Regions from separate parts of the Oryctolagus cuniculus genome. Here region 1 is linked to region 2. The links are chromatin contacts, called in public Hi-C maps. All regions are on one chromosome and are shown on one strand. Each heading gives the region's core, a stretch centred on a gene start, on an enhancer-like site or on the middle of the called end of the contact. The rest is flanking DNA. Distances are from core to core; before and after follow the strand shown.

Evidence for each region. Hi-C and Micro-C count contacts between places; a contact is called where the count stands out from the background.
Region 1: a contact with region 2 is called in a Hi-C map of an unstated tissue, with 3 times the contacts expected there. The contact joins the promoter of EXTL3 here to the enhancer-like site in region 2. A contact is called at or near these places in 2 of 6 Hi-C or Micro-C datasets (skin fibroblasts and an unstated tissue).

What each region holds. Positions count from the first base shown.
Region 1 is chr2:45,512,353-45,515,302 of mOryCun1.1, forward strand. It overlaps EXTL3 (exostosin like glycosyltransferase 3), which reads right to left and starts at 1,511. Exons shown (of 6, transcript XM_070068238.1): 1 at 1,403-1,511.
Region 2 is chr2:44,910,733-44,913,671 of mOryCun1.1, forward strand. It overlaps KIF13B (kinesin family member 13B), which reads left to right. Exons shown (of 41, transcript XM_051842522.2): 25 at 111-257; 26 at 837-866; 27 at 2,436-2,535. Among named protein-coding and RNA genes, the nearest start is that of KIF13B, 160 kb to the left of the region's middle. Within about 2 kb of position 1,424, at least 1 of the 8 cell types and tissues checked has an H3K27ac peak or open chromatin away from gene starts, as enhancers often do.

The sequences.
Region 1 (2,950 bases), core at 261-2,760, 600 kb after region 2:
TAGAACTCATTGTACAAATCAGCAATTCATGACGTCATAGTCTGAAAGAGAACTATCATTCAAAAGGAAAAACACCCAGAGATGGGGGGGTCAATGATCATTGGGAATTTCTAGTTAACAAAAATGTTTAACTTACTACTTTCCTTGGACATAAGTGGTAACAGTTTAAAATTTTTTCTTATTTTTCATTATTGAGGCAAGCAGCACATCTTTTAAGAAAGGGAGTCTGCATCTATTCTTAGCATTTTAGATTTGGAGGGAACAGTTAGGATAACTTTAATAACTCAACTCTCGCAGCGGCAGAAACATTTCAGAACTGAGCTTGCCTCACTTCCCTTCTACAGGCTTTTCACATCAGCTAATCTGTGAATTAGGATCCTGTTCACCTGGAGGCTATCTTTTAGCTTGATTCCCAATTACAATCTTTATCACTAAAATAAGAAAAGAAACTGCTTGCACTTCACGAATGAAATCAACCGATTGATACTCACAGAAATGGACCTACTACAGACTGAGGGTTTTAAAGAAATACACTCTTCTTAAAATATGAATTTTGTCACACAGGGGATAGGAATCAGAGGACCGAAGTGGGCAAAGGCGACGCCCCCTTAGCACTGCAGCCTGAAGAGGTGGACAGGACACTGCTACCTTGGGCAGCGCTGCGGTAAGAAGACGCGAGACTGAGCGGAACCCGCCAGGCGGCGCGACCCAGAAACTGGCCAAGGCAGGCCGGCACCGAGGAGCCCAAGCTCTCCCGAACGCTCCGTACGTACTCCAGCGCTGCTCCCCGCCTGCCAAACTTTACTTTTTGGAAAGCTCAAGTTGGCTGCCAGACGCAGGTTGGCCGCGCTGGGAGGGCCGGGGTGTGGCGCTGGGGACCGCCGGCGGGCAGCCTGCGCAGCGAGGAGGAGGAGGAGGCGGCTTCCCCGGCTGGGCTGGGCGTGCTCGGGGCGCCCGGCTTCAGCCCCCAGGGACAGCAGCCTGCAGCAGGCACGCGAGGCACAGGCCACTCGGGAGCACCCGCGGCGGCACGGGGCAGGGCCCGCAGCCACGCACGCCGGCGCCTCGCAGCTCCGGAGTTCCCACGCGTTCGCAGTCCACGCCCTCCCCGGTTCCTGCACACGCAGCCCCACCCTGGAGGTCAGTCACATCCACACCCGCGGCAGGAGAGGAGGAACCGGCCGCAAATGCCCCCACGGCGGGCTGCGCGGACCCTGCGGAGACGCGAGCGGCGCGAGAACGGGACCAGACAAAGAGTTTAAAATAGATCCCTCCCGGCGAACCCGGGCTCCGGCGACAAGTGGGAGACCCTCTCTCAATGTTAGCAGCCCAGGGCCTGTCCGATTCGCACCACGAAGGGACTTCACACTCCCGGCAGGGATGACCCCGCGGGGCCCCCTACCTTGCCACAGCTTCAGGTGCCGACGTCTGAGGCGGCCGGCGACAGCGACCGCGACCCGCGCGGCGGCTCCCAGCCCCGCCCCCTCCGGCACTGGCCCCGCCCCCCGCCCGAACAGTACTCGCCCCGCCGCGGCGGTGCAGCTGGTTCGCCGCCGCCGCCGCGAGGGCCCCGGAGCCCGGTGCATTGTGGGAGGCCGCAGCCCAACGCCGAGCCTGTGCTGACCCCTGGCGGGCATCGCTGAAACAGCATTTGGAGCCGGGCTGTGCGGCCTGGGACCGCCCGCTTATGCGCCACCTCCTCTGTAGTGACATGAGTGAAAACTAAAGCAGCTCTAAAACTTTTGAGGCTAGGGATAATCCTTAAAAATGACAAAATTGAACGACGTCAATAGGATGGCGAAACCTGTGCAGACGGGCTTCATCTGTCAGAACAGTGGCGTCCTGTGTGGCGGGAACTAAAGAAATAGTTCACATGGAGTGACAAAGTCAATTACCCAAAGATATTCATAGTGAAAAAGAACGAAGTTACAAGTGACTAATAAGAGGTGCAAGGTTCAATAACAGGTAATGCCCGGGTATTTGAGCGTCTGCTGCCTATATGGGAGACCCGGATGGAGCTCGGAGCTCCTGGCTTCCGTCTGGCCCAACCTTGGCTGTTGCAGCCATGTAGGAAGTGAATCAGCAATAGAAGCTCGCTTGCTCTCTCTCTCTGACACTCTGCCTTTCAAATAAATCAAAATAAATCTTTTTAAGAAGAGAGAAGTGCATTCTTTCATTGTGGTAGCACTTCTGTGCTGTCAGACAGCTTTGGGATGAAAGGGAGGCAACTAGAACTTTTCAGACCCCCTAGGCTTCTCTGATGGACGCACAGGAAGGCAGACATCTAGTAAGAGCCGTCTGGCTTGCACCCAGATGATTATCACTGAGCTACTTCCCACGTGGGCATTCCTCCCTTCAGCAGCTGAGCCGGGAGGAGGACACGCGTGGGCCCCTACGGGAGCAGGTGAAACTTGTGCTAAAGCAGGAAACAAGACGAAGAGAACTTGGTGGGTCACTGTTACCTGCACTGGCTCTAGGGGCCCAGTGTGGTGCCAACTAGTGTGGGGGCAGTGTGAGCTGGAGCTGGTTGCTTCCTGCCTGGCCAAGTGCAGTGCTGTTCTCTTTCTCCCTGCTCTCTCTGTTGTTCTCCTGCACCGTATCCCCTCACTCCGTGCAGTGATTCTTCCCAGGCAAACCTGATCACACTTGCTTACTTCCCGCGGAGGGACCCTGCCTGGACTTTCATTCCTCACCACACACCAGGCTCTTCCTAATCGGATGTCTGCTCAGTGCCCCGGCTCTATCTGCTGCCCTGTTCACGTTGCCCTCGCCAAGGAAACTCTGTTCATGCTTGATTCTAGGCCTTTACATTTTATCTCCAAATTTTGACTTTATTCATAGCTCTATTTGTCTGTTTCCCTGCTAAGAATTGAATCACATTTATAGTTTTATTATTATTATATGTTTTTAATATCATTTTATTGTGGTAAATATATGAGGGATCTTCAAA
Region 2 (2,939 bases), core at 174-2,673:
TTCAAGGCTGAGCATTTTTCTCAACATCAGCCTGTAGGGGTCTCTCTAAACCAAAATTTCAGAAGTCAAAAAACTTACTCTAAAACTGCAAATGATCTGTGTGTGACCAGGGCCAGTCGCGGCGAGTACAAGTTGAAGTGAAGTCTGTGCAGGAGTCTGGGACTTTACCACTGATGGAAGAATGTATACTGTCTGTTGGCATTGGCTGTGTGAAAGTTAGGCCGCCCAGAGCCCCTAAAGCTCACGAGACCATCCACGTAAGTTCTGTGCCTGTCCCCTGCTTGTGGAATACGGAAGCTGTCAGAAAGCTGCTTCCTGTCATCAGTAAATTCAGTCTGTGTCTCTGCTTTCCTTTGATGTCTTCTTAAGAAGTGTGATGCCTGGTTTTTAAAACACATCACCTTTGCATGAAATCACTGCCCCAGACTCCTAGGCTTTGCCCCCATACTTGGCGAGCTGAGGGTTAAAAATTCTGAGCCTCCCCAAACTCCACAGTGCCTAATCACCTCCTCCACACCCTCCTCTGTGCGCCCCCCCACTGGCTGGGAAAGACTGCTTGCCAGCAGGTGTTTGATTTCCCCCAGTGAGCGGGACTATAAACCCAGCAGGGAGAGTATTGTACTGGGTCCTGAAAAGGTCAGAAGCCTGTTCTTCACTTTCCTGTGATAAGCTCCAGGTTTCCCTCCAGCTTCCTGAGAACTCTGAAGCTCCCCGTGAGGGGGTGGGAGATGACATAGTCTATCAATTAGAAAATATAAACTGTGGGGAATGATTCTGGTTGCTCAGTGCAGCCAGTTTCTCAGATAAGCAGTTTATAACATGTGTTTGTTTTTTAGGAGGAAGAGGAAGACATGGACAGCTACCAGGTAATTTAGCATCTGTTGGCCTCATCAAATCAGCTTGATTAAAGTATGTAATTACACATTCCTGGATCTCACTGTCGTGTTAATAATTAAACAATTAATTTTGATTCAGATACTGCTTTTTCTGAGATTAAAACAGAGTAAGGGACAACGAGTGTTGTTTCATAGAACATGAAGCAAACTATGTTAACAGCAGAAAATCATTTGTGACTGTTATCTCTTTCCAACCCCGGGGTTCCCCAGACTCTTTGTCCAGCTGCTCTTCCTCAGACTTGTTCTGTTTGTGAGGGGACCTGCCAGCCTTGCCCCTAGTGCAGTCCTCTCACCCTGAGCTTGGGTCCTGCCCTAACCAGTTTGTATATTTTAAACCAGGTCTCTCTTCCTTACTTCCTGAAGTCATTCAGGGTTTCTGGGCGCTCCTCCCCCTTCATTTCTAATCTTCTGCAAGATTTTGTTTGTGTCTGTGGACTTTCATCTTGTTAGTCATCATTTAGGACTGTCAGAGCTCTTTGGAGCCTGATTATGTCATCCAGTATAGTCACTCTCCTGGAGTTGCATCACTCTAATTTGATAGAAGTGTCTGTCTTCCTATAAGTCACAGATAACAACGTTGAGTCAGATAGGGTTAAAGACAGAGTCCCATGGCACCACAATGGAGACTTCTTTTAAGCTGACTTTATTCCATCAATCACAGTTCTTTGGATGTGATATTTGATTCCTCCGTGATTTCACTCAAGTAGATGCATTTCATGTTCCTCCATCTTGTCCACAAGAATGTCATAGGCTATTTGGTTAAGTGCCCTAGTGAAATCCAGATACTCGACATCTGCAGCATTCCACTGACCTACCCAGTCGTATAACCTTATTATAAGAGGAAATGAAGTAAGACTGGCGTGTATGCAGGTGTTGACTGGTAGCGCTGTTATTCTGTTGATAACAAGCCTAGTCCATTCTCTCTCCGCTCTTACCCCCAAAATGCACAAAACCAAGAGAAGCATTTCCGTGTAGTCTGCAGGAGGCTAATGAGACAGGTCGCAAATTTTGAAGCATTCTTCTGCTGTTTCTCAGGTCTATAAATCTGAAAATTATTGAATGATACAAGTTCTGCCTGGCCAAAAAAAAATTGCCTTTTAGATCTTTATTTCAAGTGATGTTCTATCTTTTGGACCATGAAAAATCAAACTTGTTCTGGATACCAGAGCCTGCCCTTTCAGAAATAGTCTCACTCTAGGAAAGAACACTTTAAATTCTAAAAGCTTGTGTTCTGAAACATAGATGGAGTGCATTGGTGGTGGTAATAAAGAAATGATGTATATTACTTGATGTTTTTGAAGCCTGTGAGGGTGCATTACAAAGTTTATAGGAAAGTAGAATTAAAGGGTAAGCCTGTTTGGTGCAAAAAAAAATTGAAATCTATGCTTAGTTTTTAGATTTTTTTAAATTTTGGGTAATATGCATTTTCTGTGGACATTTTGAAGACCCCTTGTATTAGAGTAAGGTAAGATAGAGCATCAGGTTGAGATACATTGTCTTGACATGACATTGAAGATGATTTCTCTTGTTTTCTTCCAGGATCGCGATTTAGAGAGACTACGTAGAAAATGGCTAAATGCATTAACGAAACGTCAGGAGTACTTGGATCAGCAGCTCCAAAAGCTTGTCAGTAAACATGGTAGGAAAAGCAAGTTCAGTATTTCCCTGTCCACCAAGTCAGTGCACAGTGGATCCCTGTCGGTAGCCACATAAACTAGGTGCCCAGTGAACAAGTCGGTCATGAGGATGGCAGGAACGTGAGAGAGTGCACCATCCTTTCAGATGAGCATTTACCCAGCTGTACTGATGCTGCCATAGGTCCTCCCACCCCGCCCCTTAGCAAGCAAAGAAGAAATGCAGCCTGTGAAACAAGTATCATCCCTCCAAGATAACTTAAAGGCAGAAGCTAGCGTTTCTTGTCTGAAGTGCCTGGGTCTTTGCACCCTGGACCAACTCACCCATGGACTGTTCCACGGAAGGCCTTCCGTGAGCTGGGGGCAGCCTCTGCCAGAGCCCACCTGACCTGTCCAGCTTAGTTTTCTG